Regions from separate parts of the Mus musculus genome. Here regions 1, 2, 3, 4, 6 and 7 are each linked to region 5. A link is a contact called in public capture Hi-C and promoter capture Hi-C data. All regions are on one chromosome and are shown on one strand. Each heading gives the region's core, a stretch centred on a gene start, on an enhancer-like site or on the middle of the called end of the contact. The rest is flanking DNA. Distances are from core to core; before and after follow the strand shown. Region 1 holds the start of Lmx1a (LIM homeobox transcription factor 1 alpha). Region 2 has its middle 240 kb from the start of Lmx1a. Region 3 holds the start of Atf6 (activating transcription factor 6). Region 4 holds the start of Ufc1 (ubiquitin-fold modifier conjugating enzyme 1). Region 5 holds the start of Nuf2 (NUF2, NDC80 kinetochore complex component). Region 6 holds the start of Dusp12 (dual specificity phosphatase 12). Region 7 holds the start of B4galt3 (UDP-Gal:betaGlcNAc beta 1,4-galactosyltransferase, polypeptide 3).

Evidence for each region. Promoter capture Hi-C pulls out the DNA fragments that hold promoters and counts their contacts. Capture Hi-C pulls out chosen DNA fragments and counts their contacts.
Region 1: a capture Hi-C map of embryonic stem cells shows a contact between it and region 5, with 4 times the contacts expected there. The contact joins the promoter of Lmx1a here to the promoter of Nuf2 in region 5. A contact is called at or near these places in 3 of 39 promoter capture datasets (embryonic stem cells, hippocampal neurons and liver), 1 of 115 datasets of contacts at active chromatin or transcription factors (astrocytes) and 1 of 9 other capture datasets (embryonic stem cells).
Region 2: a contact with region 5 is called in a promoter capture Hi-C map of second pharyngeal arch cranial neural crest, with 8 times the contacts expected there. The contact joins the enhancer-like site here to the promoter of Nuf2 in region 5. A contact is called at or near these places in 8 of 39 promoter capture datasets (the 3T3-L1 cell line, 3T3-L1-derived adipocytes, cranial neural crest and 4 more) and 2 of 115 datasets of contacts at active chromatin or transcription factors (astrocytes and large pre-B cells).
Region 3: a contact with region 5 is called in a promoter capture Hi-C map of pre-B cells. The contact joins the promoter of Atf6 here to the promoter of Nuf2 in region 5. A contact is called at or near these places in 5 of 39 promoter capture datasets (the C10 cell line, the HPC-7 cell line, HPC-7-derived erythroid cells and 3 more), 1 of 484 Hi-C or Micro-C datasets (forebrain) and 1 of 115 datasets of contacts at active chromatin or transcription factors (large pre-B cells).
Region 4: a promoter capture Hi-C map of pre-B cells shows a contact between it and region 5, with 4 times the contacts expected there. The contact joins the promoter of Ufc1 here to the promoter of Nuf2 in region 5. A contact is called at or near these places in 3 of 39 promoter capture datasets (cranial neural crest, erythroid cells and pre-B cells), 2 of 484 Hi-C or Micro-C datasets (double positive thymocytes and uterus), 1 of 115 datasets of contacts at active chromatin or transcription factors (astrocytes) and 1 of 9 other capture datasets (liver).
Region 6: a contact with region 5 is called in a promoter capture Hi-C map of pre-B cells, with 3 times the contacts expected there. The contact joins the promoter of Dusp12 here to the promoter of Nuf2 in region 5. A contact is called at or near these places in 4 of 39 promoter capture datasets (the HPC-7 cell line, cranial neural crest, liver and 1 more).
Region 7: a promoter capture Hi-C map of pre-B cells shows a contact between it and region 5, with 2.5 times the contacts expected there. The contact joins the promoter of B4galt3 here to the promoter of Nuf2 in region 5. A contact is called at or near these places in 2 of 39 promoter capture datasets (neutrophils and pre-B cells).

Annotation. Positions count from the first base shown.
Region 1 is chr1:167,687,795-167,691,089 of GRCm38.p6, reverse strand. Lmx1a (LIM homeobox transcription factor 1 alpha) reads right to left here and starts at 1,532. Exons shown (of 8, transcript NM_033652.5): 1 at 1,240-1,532. The coding sequence starts at 1,315.
Region 2 is chr1:167,928,676-167,932,170 of GRCm38.p6, reverse strand. No RefSeq gene overlaps it. Among named protein-coding and RNA genes, the nearest start is that of Lmx1a, 240 kb to the right of the region's middle. Within about 2 kb of position 1,935, at least 61 of the 459 cell types and tissues checked have an H3K27ac peak or open chromatin away from gene starts, as enhancers often do. A contact at or near this core is called in second pharyngeal arch cranial neural crest, where this site is marked.
Region 3 is chr1:170,866,258-170,869,596 of GRCm38.p6, reverse strand. It overlaps Atf6 (activating transcription factor 6), which reads left to right and starts at 1,826. Exons shown (of 16, transcript NM_001081304.1): 1 at 1,826-1,947. The coding sequence starts at 1,896. It overlaps Gm9929 (a long non-coding RNA gene), which reads right to left and starts at 1,767. Exons shown (of 2, transcript XR_003948181.1): 1 at 1,683-1,767; 2 at 1-1,016.
Region 4 is chr1:171,293,751-171,297,159 of GRCm38.p6, reverse strand. Ufc1 (ubiquitin-fold modifier conjugating enzyme 1) reads left to right here and starts at 2,158. Exons shown (of 7, transcript NM_025388.3): 1 at 2,158-2,239; 2 at 2,333-2,526. The coding sequence starts at 2,404.
Region 5 is chr1:169,529,919-169,533,441 of GRCm38.p6, reverse strand. Nuf2 (NUF2, NDC80 kinetochore complex component) reads left to right here and starts at 1,978. Exons shown (of 15, transcript NM_001355159.1): 1 at 1,978-2,120. It overlaps Gm34624 (a long non-coding RNA gene), which reads right to left and starts at 1,865. Exons shown (of 3, transcript XR_373698.2): 1 at 1,345-1,865.
Region 6 is chr1:170,883,558-170,887,173 of GRCm38.p6, reverse strand. It overlaps Dusp12 (dual specificity phosphatase 12), which reads left to right and starts at 1,634. Exons shown (of 6, transcript NM_023173.2): 1 at 1,634-2,107. The coding sequence starts at 1,767.
Region 7 is chr1:171,268,993-171,272,697 of GRCm38.p6, reverse strand. B4galt3 (UDP-Gal:betaGlcNAc beta 1,4-galactosyltransferase, polypeptide 3) reads right to left here and starts at 2,370. Exons shown (of 8, transcript NM_020579.2): 1 at 2,284-2,370; 2 at 1,325-1,495; 3 at 697-991; 4 at 1-177. The coding sequence starts at 955.

The sequences.
Region 1 (3,295 bases), core at 283-2,782, 1.8 Mb after region 5:
CCATACCACTACACTAATCTCACTTTCTGCTTTGTAAGCTGGACAGGTCGTTTTGTGTGGTGGGAAGCCAGCAAGAAGGCCTGGGGAGAAAGTGGTCGTTCTCAATTGTAAATTTCTGTTGTCTTGGTCTCAGCACCCCATCCTATGGTTGGGACAAACCATAGGATGGGTCGCGGGTCTCATGGTGCAGAGAACCAAACCCAGTGTGCCTGAGTCCGCACACAGGCTCTAGCCTGCGTCTTCCTTCTTGCTCTGGGGAGAAAATCCTGACAATTTCGAAAGGGAGGTTGAAAGAAGAGGGCATGGGTTTTGTAATTTCGTTTCCTCTGAACTGTTGGGGTGGAGTGGGCGATTTCTCTCTGGACATGGTTTCTATAATCGAAATTTTTTCAGCCCCACTCTATTGGTTCTAAAGTTAGAGAAAGAGGCAAGAGGTTTAAATAAAAGAAAAATCTCTCCTTCAGAAAGAAGCGGGAAGAAACACAGGAAGAAAGAAAATTTAAAAACAAAACAAAACAAAACATTTTTTTCTCCAAACTTGAAAATTCCAAAGGGAGAGTTGAAGAGACACTGGCAAAACAAGCCTGAACTCTGAAAGACCCATGGGTATGACTCTTTGGATCTCTCTATTCTCTGCTCCTTCGAAGTGGCTGGGTTGGGGGTAGAGGGATACCAAGCTTGCGGAACAGGGGTCCGGCTTCAGTTAATTAAAGACCAGGCAAGGGCCCCGCCGTGCAAGCTAATCCCAGCGCAGCGCTGCCCACCAGCCCGGAAAAGCCTCTCGGCCATGCCCAATACTAAAATTGGGGCTGCAGTTGGTGGGGGAAGAGAAGAACCTGGGCGCTCTGGGCCTCGGATCTCTCATGCTAGGACACAGGCCTCTGAGAAACCGGTGGCATTTATGAGCCGTCGATCAGCTCCGTGATTAAAAATCCAGCCCTGGGTATTATTAATCACTTGCCACTCAAATGCCTTGTGAACATGCTCGCCCGCCCCTCAAGGCTTTGGGGAATTCGATGTTGAACTCGTGAAGCCTGGGGAGGCTTGATGGTTGTATTTAGGTAGGGACGACTCAAAAGGACTGATGGACACGGAAAGACAGAGATTGTGGGCACCTCTGTGTGCGCGCGAAGAGGGTGCTAGTCTGGTCGCTTAACCCAGTATCAGAGACCTGACGTACTGAGCTCCCGGCCCCGGCAGAAGGAGGATGCTCTAGGGAGCATGCGGTTGAACACTTACCCAGCAAAGAGGAGAAAGATGCCGAGGTCTCAATCGCACTTTGAAAGTTCTCCTCCATCTTCAGGCCGTCCAACATGTTCGGGGTGAGCCAGGAGGACCTGTAGAGCGGAGGAACGGTTGAGTCTAGCTTCCCGTGCCTGTTGGGACTCCGCACCCTCAGTTGCCACTCTCCTGGGACAGGACAGAAGCAGTGTCCAGGGCGACAAGAATGAGCCTAGAGGGTAGAGTCCAGACAAGGGAAATGTAAGGTGGGAGGAGAGAGAAGAGCCACCGTGAACTGCTCGGACGGCTCTGATTTCACTTGAAGTCAACGCGTTATGTGCTAAGGCCTCCGCCCCCTAACTGCGTTCTCCTAACCCCCACCCCCACCCCTGTCCCCAGGTTTCCCATTCCAAGACCGACTCCGCCCCATCCTATACTAATGTGGCCCCTAGGGATCCCACCACTAGAACTATGGTACTCTGTGTGATGGGGTGGGGGTACGCCTGCTCTCAGAGCCAGGGCCAAGCCGGGACCAACCAGGTCCGATATCCCAGTGGCACCACCACTCACTTTCGACCCTCACCTGTCTTAGAGAGAGGCAGAGTAAGGGACTCGGAGACTGTCCCGCCTGCTTCCGTACTCCTGGCGCAGCGCTCTGCTTGGGGGGTGGGGGGGGGGCGCTCGGGAGTAGGCGTGCGGGGCGCGCGGGGAGGTCCTCCCGCCGGTCGGCCAGTGCCGGGAACGTCTGCAGGAGCAAAGGAGTCGCCTTGGGGAGGAGCCGCGACTGGCCCGGTTCACTCTTGGATGCATTTCAAATCAACTTTCAGAAACACGCCCGCCCGAGCCGGAGCCTAAGGATCCCCGCAGCCTTCCTTACCTGATGGGCGAGCTCGCGCCCAGCGTCCGGAGCAGCGCGAAGTGGCCGGGAGACGCCGGGCAGCTTTGGCGGAGGGAGGAGGCGTCCCCTAGGCTGCAGCCAGAGCAGCCGCCCGGACTCCGGCGCACCCGGGAGAGAGCAGGAGCGAACGCCGGCCCCCGATTCCGCTCCTCGGCGCGCCGGAGTGGGGCCGGGCCGTGGCCTCAAGCCGCCGATCCTCCTCGGGACGTCCCGCCAACACGCGCCGCTCTGCAGCCGGGAAGGGGAAACCAGGCGGCTGCTCCAAGATCGGCGGTGGAACCGGAGGCCCAGGGTCCTGGGTGCAAAGTCCGCCCTGCCTTCTTCGAGGCGGCTCGGGCGGTTTCTGACAGTGGCCGCTGGCTGCGTGCGCGGCCCGGGAAGGGGGTGGGGTGCGCAGGGCGGGGGCCTGGGAGCGCGTCCCGTGGCGGGGCCCGCGGTGCTCTGTTTCCCCGGCTTGGCTGCTCGACCCACCGCGAGGCTACAGCCTGATGCTCCAGTCTGCTGCCCGGACCTCCCGGACGCGCCAAACTTTTCCTTCTCTCCACGTGGAACGGTTGCCCCGGGGGAGCTACACCCCAGACTCGGCAGAGATCCGTGCCACCTAGACTTCACGCGGGCGGGATGGGGATCCGGTTGCTCTCGGATCTGCACCGTAAGTGATGACTAACCTCAGACACCTGGAGGTCGCGGGGATCGCCTAGAGCCCCCAACCCCAATCCTCTCTGCTTTGTGAACTCTGGCACCAGAAGCTCCAAGCTCTTCGGATTTTCATTCACCCACTTGCTCCTGCAACTTACAAATTTGTTTTGGCTTAAAACTCAACTCACCGTTTCTGGCTGAAACTACTTCACTGCTGGGAAATGCAATAATGGGACCCATGGCCAAACCTTGAATCAGGCTCCCTCTATCCTATCCTGCTGGCTGGATGCTAGACTAGAAGTCAGCCAAGGGGACTTTTCTTAGAAAAGAAGATCCTGGGGGCAGTTTTTAATTCCCTGTGATTCATAACATTCTGCAGCGACAGCCCTCCAGCCTCTCTAGAGGCAGGAACAGGGTCTTGCTCCTCTATTCCAAGAAAAGCCTGGGGCCAAGTGACTCAATAAACACATCATTGCGTTGGCTAACATTTTATCGACCATTAATTTTGTGCCAATCTTTATTCCGTAGCCAACTTAT
Region 2 (3,495 bases), core at 686-3,185, 1.6 Mb after region 5:
GCTACAGGCATCACCAAAGGGGCTGCCTCCCTGAAGCAGATGGAGGCAACTGATTTTACTTGGCTGCAGCAGCATCAACTAAGACTGCACACTTTGCAGGTGGAGGTCATACATGCTGTGCTCTGTTTTGTGGGGTCCCTTTTCCCATTTTTCCCATCCCCCCCTCAGACCAATTCACTGTGCTTTGTTTTTTTAATGTTTAATTTGGTTCCTCATTCAAAAGTTAATCAGCAAAATAAAAATTATGTCCAAAGGAGGCATCTACAGATATACTGAGGAACAAGTTGATGAGGCTATGTTTCAACCTTTTTAACATATTTATTGTCTTTCAACTTAATACACAACTGTCAAGTACTTAGGGCATACCCATATTCACCTTCTGACTTCTTGCAGAGCCCCCACAACCCCCTCCTAATTTTTATCCTCTCTCCCTACCTCTGTACCCATCCCCCCATCTGTGTCTCTGTCTCTTTCTCAACCCACTGAGACCAGTTACTGCTGCCTATATGTGCACGGGTGTGGGGCACCGTCTATTGGAACATGAACCCCCTACCACAGGCCACACTGCTGGAGAAAATTGACCCCCCTTCCAGTATTCGCCAATTGCCTTTAGCGCCTTAACTAGAGATGGGGCCTCCTGAGCCCTTCCTTCTTCATGTTGGGGCATTGACTGTCCTGGTCTCACATCAGATTTGTGGATTTGCACCACAAACTACAGCTTCTGAGAGCTTGTGAGTGCAAAGGCCTTGCTGCTTCCAAAAGACATTATTTTGCAGCAGCCTTTGAAGACTTCTGGCTCTTGACATATTTTGGCCACCTTTTCCACTGTGTTCCCTAAGTCTTGGGGTAGGGGTAACACAGATGCCCCATTGTGGCTGAACACTCCATAGTCTCTTGCTCTTTGCACATTGATCAGTATCTTAGTCAGGGTTTTCATTGCTGTGAACAGACACTGTGACCAAGTCAACTCTTAGACAACATTTAGTTGGGGCTGGCTTACAGGTACTGAGGTTCAGTCCATTATCATCATGGTAGGAAGCATGGCAGCATCCAGGCAAGCATGGTAGAGGAGGAGTTGAGAGTTCTACATCTTGATCCAAAGGCAGACAGGAGAAGACTGACTCCCAGGTAGCTAGGAGGAGGGTCTCAAACCCCACCCCTACAATGACAAACTTTCTCCATCAAAGCCACACCTCCTAACAGTTCCACTCCTTGTGGGCCAAGCATATTCAAACCACCACAGTCAGTACACCTGAACTCACTCCTCCTCACACTGAATTGATATTCCTTCCAATAAGCCTATGTGGGTAATAGGTCTCAGTGTCAAACAACAAACAAACAAACAAACAAACAAACACACAACAAAAAGTTCACACCCACATAGATGCACAGTCTTCTCCAATGCTTCCCATTGGCCCAGACAGCCTTGTCTGCAATCAGTTTGGAAATGGCTGGGTGCAGACTTTACCTGTAGGAGAAAAGCTATTGAGTTTTAATAGGAATAAGGTATGATTCACTTAAGACTTGCCCCTGTCCACCAAACAGGATCACTTGAATGTCCTGCAGTTGAAACACAGGTTGTTGTCGCTCTTCTTGGCCCTTATTCTACACCCATGCCCACCCCTCCAACACACCAGACTCTGCAGTGCGGGCTGCCATGCAATGAATGACCTGGTGTGTGCCTATGTCCACAGCTGGCCAGGAGCTCCTTGAAAGTAACAGCCAGCTGTCTTATTCCTTTTTTGACTATTTATAAATGCACGTCTGCATGGTACACTGTGCCCAAAGTTGGAACACAAAGGATAAGAAACTCTGTTCTTGTGCTCAGATAAACCCAATTTTGTGTCTCAGGAGCTGCTGTCCTAGGGTGCACAGTCCCATTTGTACAAGCTTACTCAGAAAGAGCATGCTCTGCTTCGGTTCTCCTAGCTCCTCCCTCTGCATCTGAGCACGGCCCTCTGTGTCTGCCTTGCTCACGAGCTCCTCCACCCTGCGATGTGTGTAATAATCACTGACTTTGGAAAGTTTGTTCTGCCTTTCCTTTTAACACTACAGTTGCAATGAGAACTTGCCAGAAACCCGGCTTGGAGGGCCAGTGGAGGAAGGGGGATGGCTGGTGTAGGGCCCCCTGCCTGCGAGTGCGTCTCTCTGCAGGTGCCAGGCTCCTGGCATCGCGCAAAGCAAAGCGCTGTCACGACTCGGTGGCCAAGGTGATTAATTAGCGGCGTGGCCGCGCGGGGGCCGCGTGCTGGCCTCCACATCTGCCCCGTGACAGCGGGGGTCAATACACGGTGTCACTCCTTTCTCTCTCACTCCCTCCAAAGCCTAATTGGCTGTGACACGCGGGCCAGCTGTTGAGAGAGGTGGAGCGCGGCGGGGCGTTTCACTGAACCCAGGCAGCTTCAGGTTGAGTTGCCTGCAGAGAGCTTGGGCTGATTCCTGCCAGGGTCCATGCCTTTGTTCCAAGGTTTTGGCCATTGGTATCCTGTTCTTTCTTCCCGGTGTCATCCAGACAGGGCCAGGAGATTGCTGTGGGGGGGGGGGGGAAGGGGGGTTTAAGGTCTGCAAAGGGCGTGGAGCACGGTCATTGTCAAACAACCAGAAATCCTCTTTGAGACATCCACTGAAGTCATTAGGTTCGGAAGGAATACTAGCTTCCCTGTCTGTTCTAGCACTGAAAGATGTAGGGTAAAGGCAGGGGCTGGAAAAGAATGGCAAGAGAGGTAATTTGCAAAAAAAGATGGAGAGAGATGTCAGGCTGGGCAGTATCTGCCCCTCAGAATGGGCTTGACCCCAGGAAAGAGCTAGAAATCCTAACCAAGAGATCTAGGGTTGTCAAAATGCAGTGATGGTGTGTGTGTGTGTGTGTGTGTGTGTGTGTGTGTGTGTGTGTGTGTGTCTAAGAGAGGGTGGGGAGATTTCAACTCGCACAGGGACGGCTCTTCTGTGAGCCTCTCTGTGAAGCTGCTGTAGATTTCCCACTCAAGCTAGGCAGCTAACTCTTTGGTTCATTCTCCTAACTTGTCTGTATGCAAGCTGGTATGTGTGTGCAGGCCAGAAGTTAATTGCAGCTGCTAACCCTCCTTGCATTTTGAGACAGGGTCACTCCCCGGGACCTGGGCTTTACCAATGATGATACAGAGCTATCCAGGCAGTCTCGGGGATCTGACTGCCTCCGGCTCCCCACGCAGCTTTTGCTATTGCGTTCGTCTTTTTGCTTGGGTGCTGGGGACTGAACTCAGGCCTGCATACCTGCTTGAGAAGTGCCTGCTGGCAAGTGCCTTATCCCCCACACCACCACCCCTCGTCCCCCACTCCCATCATACCCTCTCCTCATTCAATAACTCTTACAGGCTCAGGCTGAAGCCACCACCATGGCAGGCAGTGTGTTATAGCATAGGTAAGTGGGATTCACACAAAACACTGAAGCTGAGAACTGGTAGGAAGGATGCATTCCAACCCAGGTGAGAAGTCATGGAGAGAGACCCCCCCAAG
Region 3 (3,339 bases), core at 577-3,076, 1.3 Mb before region 5:
CACAGTCTAATGAACATGAAGGAATTCAGCCAGAGAAATGTAAACTATAGTCACACCGATTCATAGTGACAGAAATTGTAAAAGTCTGATCATATCTAGTCTTGGCGTATATGTTGGTGAGGATGTAAACTGCTAATTTAGCAAGTGACCCAGCACACATGTGAAAGGCAGAGTTGCAGAGAATATATCTTATGTACTGGTAAACAATTCAAAGACCCAGATGTCCGTCTCAGGTAAACAAGTATGATGCTATGTATTTAAGGGAATGTAGAAATTAAAACCCCGAGAGAGCTTCAAAGAGTAATGAATGCCTAGTGACAATAATTTGGAGAACATTTCCGTGTTATACATTTATGTGAATTAAAAAAGAAATTCCCCAACACTCAACATATATATTTACAAACAGGTTTAAACATGGTAAAAGTAAATATAAAAAATGGACTAAAGGCTGGGCGGTGGTGGTACACGCCTTTAATCTCAGCACTCGGGAGGCAGAGGCAGGCGGATTTCTGAGGCTACAGAGTTCCAGGACAGCCAGGGCTACACAGAGAAATCCTGTCTCGAAAAAAAAATTTTTTTTTTAAAATTTATATATATATAATTCCAACGACGAAAGGAATGTCATTTGTCGTAGGGGGACTTCAGAATCGCGAGTGTGCGTGTGTTCGTGTATGTATGCATGTATGTGCACGCGCGTGCTGCGTATTGCACATGCATGTGTGTATGTATGTGTGTATGTATGTGTGTGTATGTATATATGTATGTATGTGCGCGCGGGCGGTGCATTGCACGTGTGTATGCGGGTGTGGTCCCAGCCGGACTTCACGAATTCTGACCTGGCTTTCCTCTCACCTTGTTGCATTCCGCAATCGCAATCGGTAGTAACCGCAGCCACGAGGAGCTCGGAGGATTCTGGGAAGCATTTATGTTTGTTTGTAACCATGGGAAAAGTTCCTCTCGGTCCTAGAGGGATCCGTGTTCATTCACCGTCTGGGTTTGAATGCAGTCCCTGGCTACTGAAATCGAGTAAAACCGAAAAGTAAACAACACTAAGTAGGTTCTCGAAACTGTTGTTTCAAATTGCTCACATTTTCCAGTTGGAATCCGTGATGCATGATTCTTCTCTAAAAATATTTAGAATTTTGGATTTTAGTAATAAGAGATTGACAGCTTATTGCGAGTTTTAGAAACTCTTCTTTAGGAGGTAAGTGCGGACATGGAGAATTTATCTTATATATTTTCTTTGTTTAAATTTGTTTGAAGGTGGGTTTTCTACAAGTATTATTTGTGAGAAAGTTTACCTCGGATTCTGTCCCAGTAAAGGAGTGGTTCTAACACATGTCGGAAATTTGTATTTTTCTTTATTTACCGTGTACGTGGAAAATTTTTACAGCGATTGAAAAGCATTTATAAATACAGAATCAGGTTTACTGTCAATTTCTAATTTCGTTCTGAGATGTCTATATCGTAGTATTAAGCACAAAGAACAAGCCACTATGATCAGGAGACTTTTCAGTTTTAGTACTATCAGCGAATTTTAACAAAGCGGTAAAATCTGCGTGCTCTTCGCTCAATTTAAAAAAAAAAAGAGAGAGAGGGAGAGAGAAACAAAAAAGAACAACCACAAAACCCCACAGCGGGACAGAAAGTGCTGAAATCCTCGTAGGGAAATATTTACTCACAAGTCTATTGAGTTTGCTTATCTGCTGACGTCTCCTTAGCTTTGGATCCCAGTTCCCGCGTGCGGTGAGATAGTTTGCCTCCGCCCGGCCACCGTCCGTGTCAGCGTTCAGCTTATTTTGTCCTCCGGCCGCCGCCGTTTCAGGTTACTCACCCATCCGAGTTGTGAGGGAGAGGTGTCTGTTTCGGGGAAGCCGGCTTGTGTTGCCGGCGCCATGGAGTCGCCTTTTAGTCCGGTTCTTCCTCATGGACCAGATGAAGACTGGGGTGAGTGGATCTGCGAATGTACCCGAGCTAGGTCGGGCCGCGTCTGCGGGTTTTTTTCTCCTCCCGATTTCCGCCCGGTGGCGGTGACAGGTGTGGACGACCCGTGTCCGGGGAGCGAGGCCACGGGTTGAGGGTCGTAGAAGAGGCTGGCAGAGCCTCTGGGCTTCTGTCCTGGCCGTAGCAATAATGGAATGATGTTCTAATTGAAATTGCTGTAGTTTTTCAGCGTGTGTTCCTGGTGGAAATTCCAGGTGATCGTGAGGGACCAGAACTTAGTAGGATGATGATTGTAGCTGCCCCAAAGGCTCCAAGCTATTTTCTCAGACTGTGGGCGTGTGGCTGGGGAGCGCTGAGTGTGTGTGTGTGTATGTGTGTGTGTGAGTGTGTGTGTGTGTGTGTGTGTGCGCGCGCGCGCACTGAACGTGTACGAGATATGTTGAGAAAACTTGGTTAAAATACAGAAGAAAATCCTTGGCTCCCAGCTTGAACTGTTGGTTTAAGACATAGATCCAAATTGGCAAAGAAGAAACTCTCCCAAGCACCTGACCTCGTGTCCCTGATTACTAGATCTAACACAAACTGATGTAATCCTGACTGCTGTCCAAACACAGCTCTGAAATCTCTTGTTAAGTCTATTTTTAGTGTTCAGGAAGGATGGACCAGAGAATGACAAGGAACAAGCTTTGGCATCCAAATCCTTAGAGAAAGCTGATAGTCCCTTCTCGATTTCAAGACAGAATGTTAACAGGATTATGTGTGTTAATATGTGAATGGAGTTCTGTAGGTGGCTCAATGGATCCTGTAGTGAGACTACATTGTCCTTCAGTTTTGGGGACACTTTTTTTTCATGGACTAACATTCCACTATAACATGAGTGGGCCCTCAACTAGGAAGTGTTGGAATCCTAGTTTAATTTAACAGTGGCAGATGCTCTCTACAATTACAATCTATAAAAGGTTTATTTTAATCTTTGGGCCGATTTTGACAACTTTCTGGAAAAAAAAAACCTTTAAATGTTCATTCTCCAGTTCATTTCCCCAGCTAAATGCTTTTGTTATAGTAACAGCAGTCACTTGTTTAGGACTTTATTTTGCTAAGCACACTACATGTGTTATTTATGTTATGTTCATAACAGTCCAATGAGGTCCCGCCATCCTATAGATGTTGAAACAGAGGTTGACAGAATCTGTTCTCTGAGTCTTAGACGAGTAAGTGATAAAGTAGGATCAGAACCAGGCTTATCTAACTTTGAAGTCTGTGCCTCTGGTTTTTCTACTCTGTAACACTTGCTCCCCCCCCCCCCCCCAAGCCTAGATTCTTCCTAATGCTAATGTTCTTAACAAGTCTACTTAGATATGTTGGGTAGTTACAATTAGAATTAGTTTTCTCAAT
Region 4 (3,409 bases), core at 909-3,408, 1.8 Mb before region 5:
TCAGGAAAAGTTATTCCTTTACAGATGCACATAACAAAATTAAAATAATTATGTCACAGCAATTGTAAAACCAATTTCAAACCACTGTTCCCTGACCACATCACTGTGACTGCACGCGCACACACACACACACACACACACACACACACACACACACACACACACACTAAAATAAATAAACACAGATATAAATTTTATTTACCTTAGGAGATCTTTAGTGAAGCATTACAAAGATGTGTTAGCTACATCTAATATCTTTATAAAGAGCTGTGTGGCATGCTAGTAAGATTCAAAACCTCTAGACTTGGTGGTGTGCCTGTAATACCAGTACTTGGGACATGGAGACCTGGGAGTCAGGAATTCAGATACATGAGACCTGTCTCAAAAACCAAAGCAACACTGAGAATGAAAGGAAGAAACTAAGAACATACTATCAAACAACATAGGGGAGAGAGGACAAGAACACTCTATTAGCCAAGCAGGGTACAGAACATCTTTAACCCCAGCACTCCAATTGCAAGGGGCCTTTGGATCCTGTGAGTTCAAGGGCAGCCTGGTCTACACAGAGAATTCTAGGACATCCAGGAGTACACAGACCTTGTCTCAAAAGAAAAACAAATAATCTACCAAACAACACAGGGAAATCATCTGGGATGGAAAAACCCAACATCATTTATTTGTAGCTCAGCCTGTGATGACAGACACTCACCATCAGGTCTGGTTGATGTAATAATGGGGATCCAACTCCATTTCTGTGCATTCTAGGCAAGAATTCTAACACTACACTACGTCCTCAGCCCTTAAAACTATATTTGAGTGTTTGTTTTTTCACCTAGAGGACTGGAGATACAGCTCAAGATTTAAGCGCACTTGCTACTCTTGCAGAGGATCAGTCTTCAGTTCTCAGCACCCACATGGAAGTCATGTCTGTAACTCTGGTTCCAGGGCATCTGTTGCCCTTTACATGCCTCTACTGGCACTGCATGCACATGGTACCTTACATACATGCTGGTAAAACACTCACATGACATACAAATATATAAATTTAAATTGAAGTTGAAGGGGCACACATGCCACGGCATAGGTATGTAAGTCAGAGGACAGCATGTCTTGTTTTTCTTTCTTTCTTTCCTTCTTTCTCTTTTTTTGGGTAGGGGGTTGTTTTGGTTTTGAGGGGTTTTTTGTTTGTTTGTTTTTTGGGATTTTTTTGTTTTTGTTTTTGTTTTGAGACAGGGCTTCTCTGTGTAGCCCTAGCTGTTCTGGAACTCACTCTGTAGACCAGGCTGGCTCTCAAACTCAGAGATCTGCCAGCCCTCTGTCTCCTGAGGGCTGAGATTAAAGATGTGTGACACCACCATCTTGGAATTTGTTCTCTTTGTAGACTCAAACTCACCAAGGTTAAAACTCTAGAGTCCTCTGCCTCCCAAATGCTGGGATCGAAAGTGTGCAATCACAGCAGCTGTGGCATATGGAGTTTGTTCGTTTTAAATTGAGTTGCAGCAATCTTCTGATCTTGACCCCTAAGCTCTGGGATAACACATGTGGGCCACCAAGCTTATTGAGGTTTCTTGGTTTCAAACGAATTTAGAAATTACCCAACCAGCACTTGGGAGACAGAGGCAGGCAGATCTGTGAGTCGGAGGCCAGCCTGGTCTAATAAAAAAACAACAAATTACCAGATGACTTGCCATAGGCTTAGAATAGGCATTCAGTGACTGTTAGTCATTTGGGTGAATTCATCTAAGAAGAAATCGTTTCTATATACTTAATATATAGCACACAAAAGATATTCAGTAACTCTTTGGAAAAAAAAGTTTTATCTTTAGGATGGTTTTAAAACCTAAACAGATTAATTTTGAAGTAAGCAATAGCTCCGGGCCATTTTGTATGTGTTAGAGGCAAGTCTGTGGTATATAGGACCCAATGTCCTTTAAAAAACAAACAAGCTTACATACTTCCTAATTCAGTTGTGTTAATTATTCAGGACAGGGATGGAAAGTAAGGAAGTCACTCTGGAGAACAAAGACGTTAAATTGCGCATCTTAGGAGATAGGACTTTGAAGACAGTCTAGAAAAACCTGAAATTCAAACAACTTTGCTGGTTTGGGAAGGTCTTGAGTTTTTCCCAAGATTGCTTCTGAGCATGAACGGAAGTCGTTCTCTGAGCAGGCTCCGGTGATTTAATGATAGGTGGACAGAGTAGCCCGCCTCCATTCTGTTCTTCCGGACGCTCACACCCGTAGGTCAATTTTATTTCCTTACAATAAATAAATAAAAATCGAATGCATTCAGGGTCCGCTTTAAAGCCATCCAACGCCTCCTCTTCCCACAGTAAAGATGGCGACGCCGTGAGTAAGTGACAAGCAACTGCACTTCCGCAGTTTTCCTGCTCCCTGGTCCAAGATGGCGGACGAGGCCACTCGGCGGGTCGTGTCTGAGATCCCGGTGCTGAAGACCAACGCCGGACCCCGAGATCGGGAATTGTGGGTGCAGCGACTAAAGGAGGAATATCAGTCCCTGATCCGGGTCAGTTTTACTCCTGTGCTTGACCGCGTAGCAGAGGGGTGGCGAGTAACCAGGTGTCCCCGGGAATTGGCTCCGGGTGGAAGCCGCTTCCGGTTTTAAAGTTTAAATTCTAAATTCATATAAATGCGATTGTTTGGGGGGCTGGGGGCGTTACGGGTGGCCGGAGGGAGGATGCAGAAGAGATTCCGGCTAGGAGCACAGTAGGGCTAGACTTTGAAGGAAAAAACAGCAGTATTCCGGGAAGGTGACGTGTCCCTCTCGCACCAGGTGCTTGCTCTGCTGGCTGTGGTAGGGGGTCAAAGTACTTCTTAGCGCCTGAAGAAGTGTCTGTGCATCACTGCTCTTTCATTCTTCATGATGAAATGGATGGAATTAATGTCAGGACTGAAAACCTAAAGTGTTTAGAGGTAGAGAGAGAGATGTTTTTAGTTATAAATTAGCCATCCTTTCAGCTAATTCCTGTTATGGGAAGAGAAAGATTGCCCTCCTTTTGGTGCTTTCTATCTGCTTCAAAACCCAGTAGATCGCTTGCAGTATATGTGGCCTCACTGAGAAACTGGCGAGTGCTTGCGTAGCATGCAAGATGTCCTTGGGTTCCATCTCTGGCACCTCATAAATTGATGAGGCTCATATGTTCTCTGTACCCAGGATGTGGAGCCAGGATTGGAAGCTCGGGTCGTTTTTTAGACTGCATAATGAATTCAAAGCCAGTCTGGACTATAGGAGACCCTGCCTCAAACCACAACAATAAAACATATTATTGTGTTACTAGTATCTATTGAGAGTATATAAAACCGAATAAGAATGGCCCTACTGAGGTTGACAGAAACAGTATTAAACTGTGTTTAAGTGGAGAGACAGAGACATAACTAGGGTATTTTGA
Region 5 (3,523 bases), core at 729-3,228:
AGACTGTTCAATTGATTGTTGTTTTATATCAGACAACTTTGATAATGCTCATTATTTTGTTAAAATTTAAAACATTTTTAAATTTTATAAATTTTAAAGAATATGATAACAAATGAAAGGTATTGAAGGTTTTGAATGGGGGGAGGCTCTCCTGGAGGAGTTGGGGAACAAAAGGGAAAGAAGAATGTGATGTAAGTCTATTTACTCAAAATATGTTTTTAGATGGTAACAAATTCAAATAAATTGAAGTTATATATCTTTTCTATCAAAAAATAGAATATATTAAGTTTTATTCTTTTTTTGTTTCCAGAGTCTCCTTATATATAACTCTGGCTGGTTTGGAACTCACCATGAAGATCAGGCTAATACTATCTAGACCAGGCTTGGCCTCAAACTCGTAGAGATCTGCCTGCCTCTCCCTGTGGAGTACTGACATTAGAGGCAAGCACAACCATGGTTTGAAGAGTACATTACTTTTAAAATTTTTCTGAGAAATCCTTGTCAGCTCCCTTGAAATACTGTTAACACCACGGGCTCTCATAAAGTCAACACTGGAAATTTACTAGAACATAAAATTTGAATTAATAAAAACACTGAGCAAGTATTTTCATGATATTAAATATGTTTGACTGATGATTCAGAATGGTGTTTATATAAACTACATTAAAATAATATAACTTCATGTACACGTTGAGGAAAGTATTTTAAGGGGTTAAAGCACAATGCCAGGTCTGTGGTTCCTTGTATTTATTTAGAGTTCACCACAAACAGCGAATGTTAGGTATTTTACAGTTTCAGACTAGTACTGCATAAAGTATTTCAAATGTATAGCTCAATTTCCAAAATCTTTCCTAAAGATGAACGTGACTGAAGAGGCAAACAGATTAACAAGAATGATTAGAGAGAAATAAAATGCAGACAACTACTTGAATTCAATGCTATTTTTCTTCTTAAGCCAGGACTGTAAACATGTACTTTAAAGCCCATAAATTTAGAAAAAAAAAATTTTTAATCCAGAACATTGTGTCCGATGTTTATCTCTGTAGTTTTGATTACTGGAAAGAAATGGAATGAAATTCTCAGTAATGTTAAAATCAATGCAGCAGCGCCGCCCAGTGAATAAACCGGATATAAAGCTACGTTGCCAGAATTCTCCATGTTAAATTGTACTGTATTTTCAGTGTAGCCATGTTCCATCTACTTATATGAAACTATGTTCTATAATATTGGCTCAAGAATATAACAATTAAAATCTTACCTATTTATTAAAAAAATCAAGTAGTAAAGGTACTCAAAGGATATTAAAACACCCGTGAATAGAGAGTTCTGTATATTCTTTGTTACCTGTAATGTCAGTAAGCCACAGAAATGGCTCACCGATGAGATGAACTAGTGGTTTTGCTCATGTTTGGCAAGTGTAGAATCATATTCCAGTACGTTTATGCTTCTAGATTTATTATCCTATATTGAGTCCTCAAAGTGAGTAAATTAAAGATTTAAATTGGACGTCCTTAACAATGTCTATCCATCCATTCGCTGCCCCGCCCTCAAGCTTTCATGGACCTAAGGAGAAATGATGTGTACAAATATCCAGTGAGGTCAAAATTTGACCCCATCAATGCTTATCAAACAGTAAGACTGTTACTACTACTCCTGGATTCTCTATAATGCCTTTGATTAATTTGGGAACAACACATCCTCTATTGCCTGTTACTCTCTGAGCCTAAGAGAAGGGGCTAGAAACCGTCTGTCTGCCTGCTCGCTATCAGGTACGCTGAAGGCAAAGTTCCAGTCTGGGACAACCCGGTAAACACATCCCGGAACTCCTCCCCCTAACTGCTGCGCTTCCTGGTCTGGCGGAATCGCGGTTCCGGCTAGAAACTATAACCCTGAAGAATGATTCCGCTGATCTGGAGCCTGGCTCGCTGCGCAACTCGTCAAGTCCCACCCACCGTGGGTCTTCTGAGCCTTCTCGGCATCCGTCGCGAAGGAAGCGCGCTGTGCGGAAAGGGGCCGGCCTCACAAAAAAAGGCGGCCGGTTTGAAAAATGACAACGGTCAGCGGCTTTCGGTTGGACGCTCGGTTTTTAACTGTTTTTCCGTGAGCTGCTAGGCCTCCAGGTGAGTTTGAGCGGGTGAGCGTTGGAGGGCCGGGTGCAAGGCCAAGGATCGGGGCATCTGGGTTTACTAACTTGTGTGTTGATTTGACAGGCTCATCTATCCCAGGTTGGTCTCGAACCCCTATATTCCTGAGACTAGCCTTTTTTTATTTATTTATTTAACTTTATTTGTAATTCAATTTTTTTACACTTCATATTCCATTCCCCGCCCCTCCCCATCCACCCTCCGACTGATCCACATCCCAAACTCCTCCCCTCCCCACCCTGTCTCCACATGGATGCCCCCACCCCACCTGATCTCTAAACTCCCTGGGGCCTCCACTCTCTTGAGGGTTAGGTGTATCATCTCTGAATGAACACAGACCCGGCAGTCCTCTATGTGTGTTGGGGGCCTCATATCTGCTGGTGTATGCTGTCTGTTTGGTGGTCCAGTGTTTGAGAGATCTCAGGGATCCAGATTAATTGAGATTGCTAGTCCCCTTACAGGATCGTCCTCCTCAGCTTCTTTCAGCCATCCCTAATTCAACAACAGGGATCAGCTGCTTCTGTCCATTGGTTGGGTGCAAATATCTGCATCTGACTCTTTCAGCTGCTTGTTGGGTCTTTCGGAGGGCAGTCATGTTAGATCCCTTTTTGTGAGCGCTTCATAGCCTCAGTAGTAGTGTCAGGCCTTGGGACTGCCCCTTGAGCTGGATCCCACTTTGGGCCTGTCACTGGACCTTCTTTTTCACAGGCTCCTCTCCATTTCCATCCCTGGAATTCTTTCAGAGAGAAACAATTATGGGTCAGAGGTGTGACAGTGGGATGGCAACCCCATCCCTCACTTGATGTCCTGTCTTTCTGCTGGAGGTGGGCTCTATAAGTTCCCTCTCCCTACTGCCGGGCATTTCATCAAAGGTCCCTTCCTATGAGTCCTGGGAGTCTCTCACCTCCCATCTCTCAAGTGCTGACTTTACGGGCATGAGCCACAAGAATGGCGTCAGTGTGACTTGTTTGAATGCTTGCCAATTTTTTATGTATCTCCATTGCGCCACCATCTCTGGATTAAACCAAGAACCATTTATCAAAAGGCGAAAATATCATAATCCAAAAGTCAGGGAGCTGAATGTACCTGGATCTACGTGGGTGTAACACAAAGCCTTCCCCGTATTTTCCAGGAATGCTTTATCTAGTTCCTCAGAATTGGGAGTTGCTTGCTTAAGTTTGCATTGCAAAGCCAGTTGTATATAATGTAAGTTATGTTGTGCTTAGCACTGAAGTGTTACATATAACGGAGAAATGGGAGCTCCTAGAGGTAATTGTCCTATTTGAACTAAAATGTCAGAGAGCTGTTTTACTGTATATAAAGTATATAGTATCTTTATAGTTAGATGGCCTCTTTCTCTGTATACGCAACACACACAC
Region 6 (3,616 bases), core at 385-2,884, 1.4 Mb before region 5:
CTTTTATAACAGGACTGCTGTTAGGTCCTTTTCTGATAGTCAAAGCTGCAATGAGAAATCTGTCATTCTCCCAAGTATCACCAGTTAATTGCTCTTAGATGGTAACCAGACCTTCTCCTACTCAGAGCACATTCCAAGAGGTTGTAAAACAATTAACCAAAGGTCATTAAAAGGCAACTAACAATTTATTGTAGGTGCTAGGACAGAAGATAAAATACCAACTGGGCTTATCTATACAAACCTTCACTTTATAACTTATGGATTTAAACCTTCAGTGAACCTGTGGAGCTGAGACAGGTGATCGATGTTTAGCTAGATAATCACTCCTAATGGATATGCATGTAAACATTCTCTGCTGTAAACTTCTATTTCAATTTATGATTTGATTTTTTGTGTGAACTTGTGATGAACTTGTAACATGTGATCATGTATTCTGGAAGACGTATAAGTACCAAGGACAAAGAGACACGAAAGAATCATAGAGAACTAAGATCAATGGAGAGCTAAGATCAATAGAGGAGACTTTTTTGCCTTTCCCCACTTAGACTAGATTCTTTTCCCTTTCCCCACTTAGAGAATTTTTCCCTTTACCCACTCAGGATCTTTCTGCTTTTCCCCTTAGATAGCTTTCATAGGAAACTTTTTACAACTTGGTAATAAACTCTATAATTATTTATCTAAGTGTCTTCTCTTCCTGAGACCGGACTAGCAGGCTGAAAGTTAGAGCCCAGCAGTTCCTGCTGAGATAGACATATCTATCTATCTCTCTTGTGGCTTGAAGAAGAGGTGCTAGTTGCCAGAAACTGTAGTTTCTGGCCTCAGAGGATCACAGAAGGCAGATCAGCTACAACAGCACGGTAACTTAGGCTTAGATAAGTAAACGCTTTATTATACAGCATCCCTAAATATCTCAACAAAGTCCTACCCTCCGCCTAAGCTCTTCCCTCTCTACCCCAAAAGCCTCAAGAAGAACATCCCACTCCAGAGCTGCCCCCATCTCTCCCTCTCCCTCCCTCCCTCACTTCTCTTTCTGCCGCCACCTCCCTCCCATCCCCCAATAAAATTCTTACACGTGGAACTGTTTGGGCCCAGTGTACTGTGTTCAGACTCGAGCCTCTATTTTAACACATCAGTTATCACAGCTAATATCCACATATAAGCTTATACATACCAGATTTGTCTTTCAGGGTCTGGGTTACCTCACTCAGAATGATTTTTTTTTCCCGAGTTTCATCCATTTATCTGCAAATTTTATTTTTTTTTTTTAAAATGGCTGAGTAATACCTTATTGTGTGAATGTACCACATTTTCTTTATTCAGTCTTCTGTTGTACATCTAGGTTGTTTCCAATTTCTGGCTATTATGAGGCATCAATAGGCAACATGGTTGGGCAAATGTCTCAAATGGTAGGAAGAGTGGCTTTGCTGGATCTTGAGATAGATTCCCATTTTCCTGAGGAACCTCCAAGCTGATTTCCATAGTGACTGTACAAGTTTGTGGTCCTACCAGCAACGGATGAATGGAGACTTTATTTTTCTGCCTTGGACTTTAGAAGGTTGGGTGGAAAAGCTGCTCTAAATGGAGCTTATTTAAGCACACAGCCCGAGCACGGCTCACATCACCTTCCCCAGAAGCAGTCATTTTCCCTATTGCCATGGTCCTCCCACGGCGCTGCTGAGCGGCTGGAGCTATTCCGACACAGGAGTCAGTCACTCTAGCCGGTGACTTGGTGGCGGGCAGCGGCTGCCTGGCTTCCTGGCTCTGCCATGTTGGAAGCGCAGGGTTCTAACCATGGCTGCGAGCGCCAGGCTCCGACTGCCAGTCCCGCCAGCTCGGCAGGGCACGCCGTGGAAGTGCGGCCCGGGCTGTATCTGGGTGGGGCAGCGGCAGTGGCGGAACCGGGCCATCTGAGGGAGGCGGGCATCACCGCCGTGCTGACGGTGGACTCTGAACCGGCTTTCCCGGCTGGGGCTGGGTTCGAAGGTCTCCGGAGCCTCTTCGTGCCGGCGCTGGACAAACCCGAGACCGACCTGCTCAGCCACCTGGATCGCTGCGTGGCCTTCATCGGCCAGGCTCGCTCCGAAGGCCGCGCGGTGTTGGTGCACTGGTGAGTGCCACGTGCAGGGGGGCGGTGCCTTGCACCGGGTCTCGCCTCTCTGCAGAGGCGCCCAAAAGTGGAGGTTCCAGGCTGTCAGAGCCAAGACCCTCGTTCCTCATCTTCCCTTGGGGTGTGTGGTTCCAATGAGGGTTCCAAAACCCGCCCTTGGTTAGTGTTTTGTTTGATTTCATCTTGCAGCAACTGTCTGTCTGTCTGTGCATCCATCTATCCGTCCATTCGTCCATCGTTCTATCTGCTTGTCTATATTTTGGGGGTTAGGTTAAAGTTTATCAGATTTGTAAGAGAAGTCAGACACTCAAGCCGGCGAATGTAATACAGGTCAGATGTATTGGGGTGAAAATACGTGATACTTCCTCGCCCTAAAGGCCACTGTGATTAACAAGGGAAAAACATGTGACTTTTTGTTTTTTGAGACTGGGTCTTACTGTATAGATCTGGCAGGCCTGGAACTCGCTATGTAGAGCAGGCTGGCTTCAAAAAGCACAGATGTCCACCTGCTTCTGTCCAGAGGGCTGCACACCTTGAGTGTGAAACCATGCTGGAGGATTTTTAATCAAAGTTATACGTGACGGGCAAGTTTAGAGAAACATTCACGGACCAAAGGAAAACTGTACTGACTGGTTTTGTGAGTCAACTTGATACAGGCTGGAGTTATCACAGAGAAAGGAGCTTCAGTTGGGGAAGTGCCTCCATGAGATCCAGCTGTGGGGCATTTTCTCAATTAGTGATCAAGGTCCCACCCACCTGGGCTGGTAGTCTTGGGTTCTATAAGAAAGCAAGCCAGGGAAAGCAAGCCAGTAAGGAACATCCCTCCATGGCCTCTGCATCAGCTCCTGCTTCCTGACCTGCTTGGGTTCCAGTCCCGACTTCCTTGGTGATGAACAGCAGCATGGAAGTGTAAGCTGAATAAACCCTTTCCTCCCCAACTTGCTTCTTGGTCATGATGTTTGTGCAGGAATAGAAACCCTGACTAAGACAAAAACGGTTCACATTCTTGGAATAATTAAGACTGGACAGTTGTATAGAAAAGTGATTGAGGCTGGGCGGTGGTGGCGCACGCCTTTAATCCCAGCACTGGGGAGGCAGAGGCAGAGGCAGGCGGACTTCTGAGTTCGAGGCCAGCCTGGTCTACAAAGTGAGTTCCAGGACAGCCAGGGCTATACAGAGAAACCCTGCCTCGGAAACAAAAACAAACCAAAAAACCAAAAATGAAATAAAATAAAAAATAAAGAAAGAAAAAAAAAAGAGGTTGGACAAGAGGAGTGTGACATAATGCTTAGCGAATGAGCCAGGAAAGTCAGCCTGACCTGTATTGAGCTGTTTCTTCTGGTGTATAGGCAAAGCCCTTTCTGGAATTATTGTCTTAGGATATATCAGACTAAATAGATCCGAGAATTGATTTGTCTTGCTAGCATGTTAGGCAAACATTCTGTTACTGTGGCGGCATAGCCCTAATCTTAAGAGAATGCCTTTGTGGCGGGTTCTTAGTAAGGTGGA
Region 7 (3,705 bases), core at 1,121-3,620, 1.7 Mb before region 5:
GATAGAGCAGCAGCCGAAGGTGGTGCTCCCGGGCACGATGGGGCACAATTATGGCTGTTCGGGAGCGAGGCTCACACCCTGCAGGACGGTACCGGCCCCCTGATTCCACCCGGGGATTCCGCTCCACAATCTCCGCTAGTGACGGCACTGGGCTAAAGGATACTGACACAGGACCCACTGTTGGTAGGGAAAGGCAAGGTCAGAAATCGGAGGCACAGGGATAAAATGGGTAGGTATCAGGACCTGAGAAGAGGTTTGGAGAAAACAGCCTGATTCTGAGCTCAGTTTCCCAGCAGCTCACTCAGAAATCTAACAAGCCTCAGATTTCCCGTCATGAAGACTGTTCCTGGAAGCCAAAAACTGCAGCAGGCAGGCTCTACCTTAGACTAATCATGGTCTTATTTTAGGGAACTATGTAACTTCCTCTTGTCCCACACTGAAGCTACAGCGGAAGACAAAAAAGAACTACCCAATTAAGCCAAGACTCATCTACAGGGGAAATGATTCCCACCCTAGGGTATGAAGAGCCCATACAACAGGCAGGCCATGGGAAGCTTGTGACCCAAGAGCCTACCTCTGAATTCACAACATCGGCCCACCTTAGAGTCCATTAGTCTAAGGCTCGCTGCATGCCTGCCCAAGACTCCCTACCCCCAAACCTTGTTCTCTTCTTCACCGTCTTTCCTTTCTACTCACCTAAGAAGGGTGATCTTTCTGGACAGTAGGGCAATGCTTGAGCCGGAGGAGCCCCTGCAGCTCCAGGGGCTGCGGGCAGGTGACTGAGGTTACTATAGACATCGTGGGGATGAGAATAGTCGAATGTTGGGCCCGGATCTCGACCAAACAGGGCACTAAGACTTCGGAAGCCCCCTAGTGACAGATACATCATCACTGCCAGTTGGGAGCCCACAAGCAGGGCCAATGTACAGGGTCTCTCCAGCAGCCTCCGCAACATCCTGACTTGAGAGCTAGGTAAGGAGTGAAGGGATTTCTGGAAGCAAACAGGAAGAGAGCAAGCCAGAAGAGACATCAGCAGCAGGTAAGGAGATGAAAGCGAGGCCAGGGAAAGGAAAAAAAAAAAAAAAAAAAAAAAAAAGACAGGCAGGGAACAAAGTCACAGAAAGGAACACTGGTGTGATCGATCAACAATGAATAACAATTAAAAAGAAAGGTAAGCAACTACCAGCAAGTTTCACCCACTTCTCCCAAAGCACTCGCAGCAGCTACTCTGTATCTTTACCCTCAAGAAGGCTTACATCATTCAAGTTCCAAGTACACTTCAGAAGTCCTTTCAGGCTTTCTGAGAGAAGAGACGCACACGTACCTGTGTTCACGCTGCCTTGTTCCGGATCGTGGGGGCTCCAGGAGGTCCCCGGGGAGCAGAGATATGAGGCATTATCTCAAATTGGAACTGTCACAGGGGCCAGAAAAAAAGCATTCCAACAGCCAATCTGGGACCAGCGGGAACCAGAAATGAGCAAGGATAACCAGTCACCTGTACAACAGAGTTCGGGAAGAAACAGCTTTGCCATCATGGGAAGTGAGGGAAAGTGATTGATTGGAAAGTGAAAGTTCCTAGGTTCTCAGGTTACCTGCAGCTGGGTTGTGTCAGGTCCGTAACTAACCCTCTATACTCCAACAAAACGAGCTGGTTTGGGCGTGGGGACAGGGAAATGAATGAAGGCACCAAACAACAGCAACCCCAACTATTAGAGAGGCAAGACATACGTAACGGGACTTTGGAGTGGCCAGAAAACAAAACAAAATAGGGAACAGGTTCTTTCTGTTCTTTAGGTACCGGGGAGCGCCTCCGCAGGTATAGGGTGCTTGGTCACTTGGGAGCCGCAGGCAACAGCTCTGGAGCGTGGCCCGGAGAAGGGTGGGGGTGGCGTCCTCTCCCCTTTCCACCTTTCTCTAGCATTAGTGGGGGTGGGGAGGAGCGTTCCAGGTGAAGGGACCAGAGCGGAAGGGCTGGGACAGGATCGGCCCAAGACCTGGGCCGGCTCACCTGGAAGGGCGTGGTCGGTCAGAGCCTTGCACGCGAAGGGAAGGGGATCAGAACCCCATTCTCCTCGAACACGCCCATTCCACCCCGGTCTCTTGCGCTTGCCCCTACTGTGCAATGTGAAAGCAACCGGCCCGCGTCCACATTTCCATCCGAGACCCTGTCCGTGCTCAATCTGATTTTTCAGCCTTGACTCAGAACTTCTTCTCTTCCCGCCCCCGACCTCCCCAACCTTTCTCCGAGGACTCTCTCTCTCCGTGGTCCCCAGCCCACCATACCTGGTCTGCTCCCCGTCGTCACCGCCACCCGGACAACCGGGCAGGTATCGCTGCAGCCATCTTGGAAGCGGGCGCTGGGGCGGGGCCTGACGTCACGGGGCGGAGCCTTGGGAGATTCAGGCGCAGAGGCCCCTCACCTCCAAGCTTGCCAGTCCTTAGTTGGTGGCCCGCACCGCGGAGGTGCACATGGGTGGTGCAGAGAAGTCTCAGGTCCCGGTGCTTCCTCTCGACTTCGCAGTCTCCTAACGGGGTTCCATCGCTCACCTCAGTTTTAAAAACCCAGCAGCTCAAAGCCCTTGTTTTTCAGTAAAGCTAAGAGACACTTTCTACGTTTCGGACTACCTCACCCAGGGATCAGCTGAGCCCTTACCCCAGTGTGTTAATGGCGTCCCCTGTAGTCTAGTGCTACTTAGTATCAAAGTTGTTCCTCACTAAAGCTACTGTAACACGCATTTTGTATCCCCATGGTATCTCACAGACCTTGAAATGGAAGTTAGCTAACAGTGAAACATACAACGTGGAGGGAAAGGCAGCATAGGCTCCGATGTAAATATGTTTTTCTAGATATTAGACTAAAATAGACCCTACAACGATATATTTAATCCTGTGGCTTACTCCAGCCCCTAGCTTACTGTTTCTTAGAAACAAATATTTATTGCTGAGGAAACAATAAGACCAATTACTTGGGGTGTCTGCCTCAAACAGAGCACCATCTCCTGCGGTGTACACCGGTGGCGCTGGGGCTGGGAGAGTGCGGAGGGGCTACACACAAACAATACAACGCAATGATCATAATGACCCAGAAAGGTCACCTCATTCATATATGTTGCGATCCCGGCAGGCTTTTCAGAAATAGTCATGTCTAATGGGAAACCTGAAAGACTTGTCTGCGGCATATCCCGCTTTAAAAATTGTTCTCATGAAAGTTATTTTACGCTGGGCAGTGATGGCGCACGCCCTTAATCCCAGCACTTGGGAGGCAGAAGCAGGTGGATTTCTGAGTTCGAGACCAGCCTGGTCTACAGAGTGAGTTTCAGGACAGCCAGGGCTACACAGAGAAACCCTGTCTTGAAAAAAAAAAAAAGAAAGAAAAAGAAAGAAAAAAGAAAAGAAATTTATTTTACAACACAGTATAGGTAGGTGACTTGCATTCCAATTCTGTCCTGTCTAGTAAATTATCACATGAAGAGAAAAAAAAAGTTTGTCTCGATGTCCTCCTTTGGTTTTATATTTCTCATCTGTAAATGTGTGTTCTGTAAAGCCAGTTCCTTCAGGAGTTAAACACTATAAACATATGTTCCTTTTTTATATTGCTAAAACTAATTCTTTACCAAACATTAGACACACTGTGCTGAGCCCTCTTCTTAACTAGATCGTATCTTTGGCCCTATCTTGGGCCTGCCTTAACAGTTTTTGCCAGAA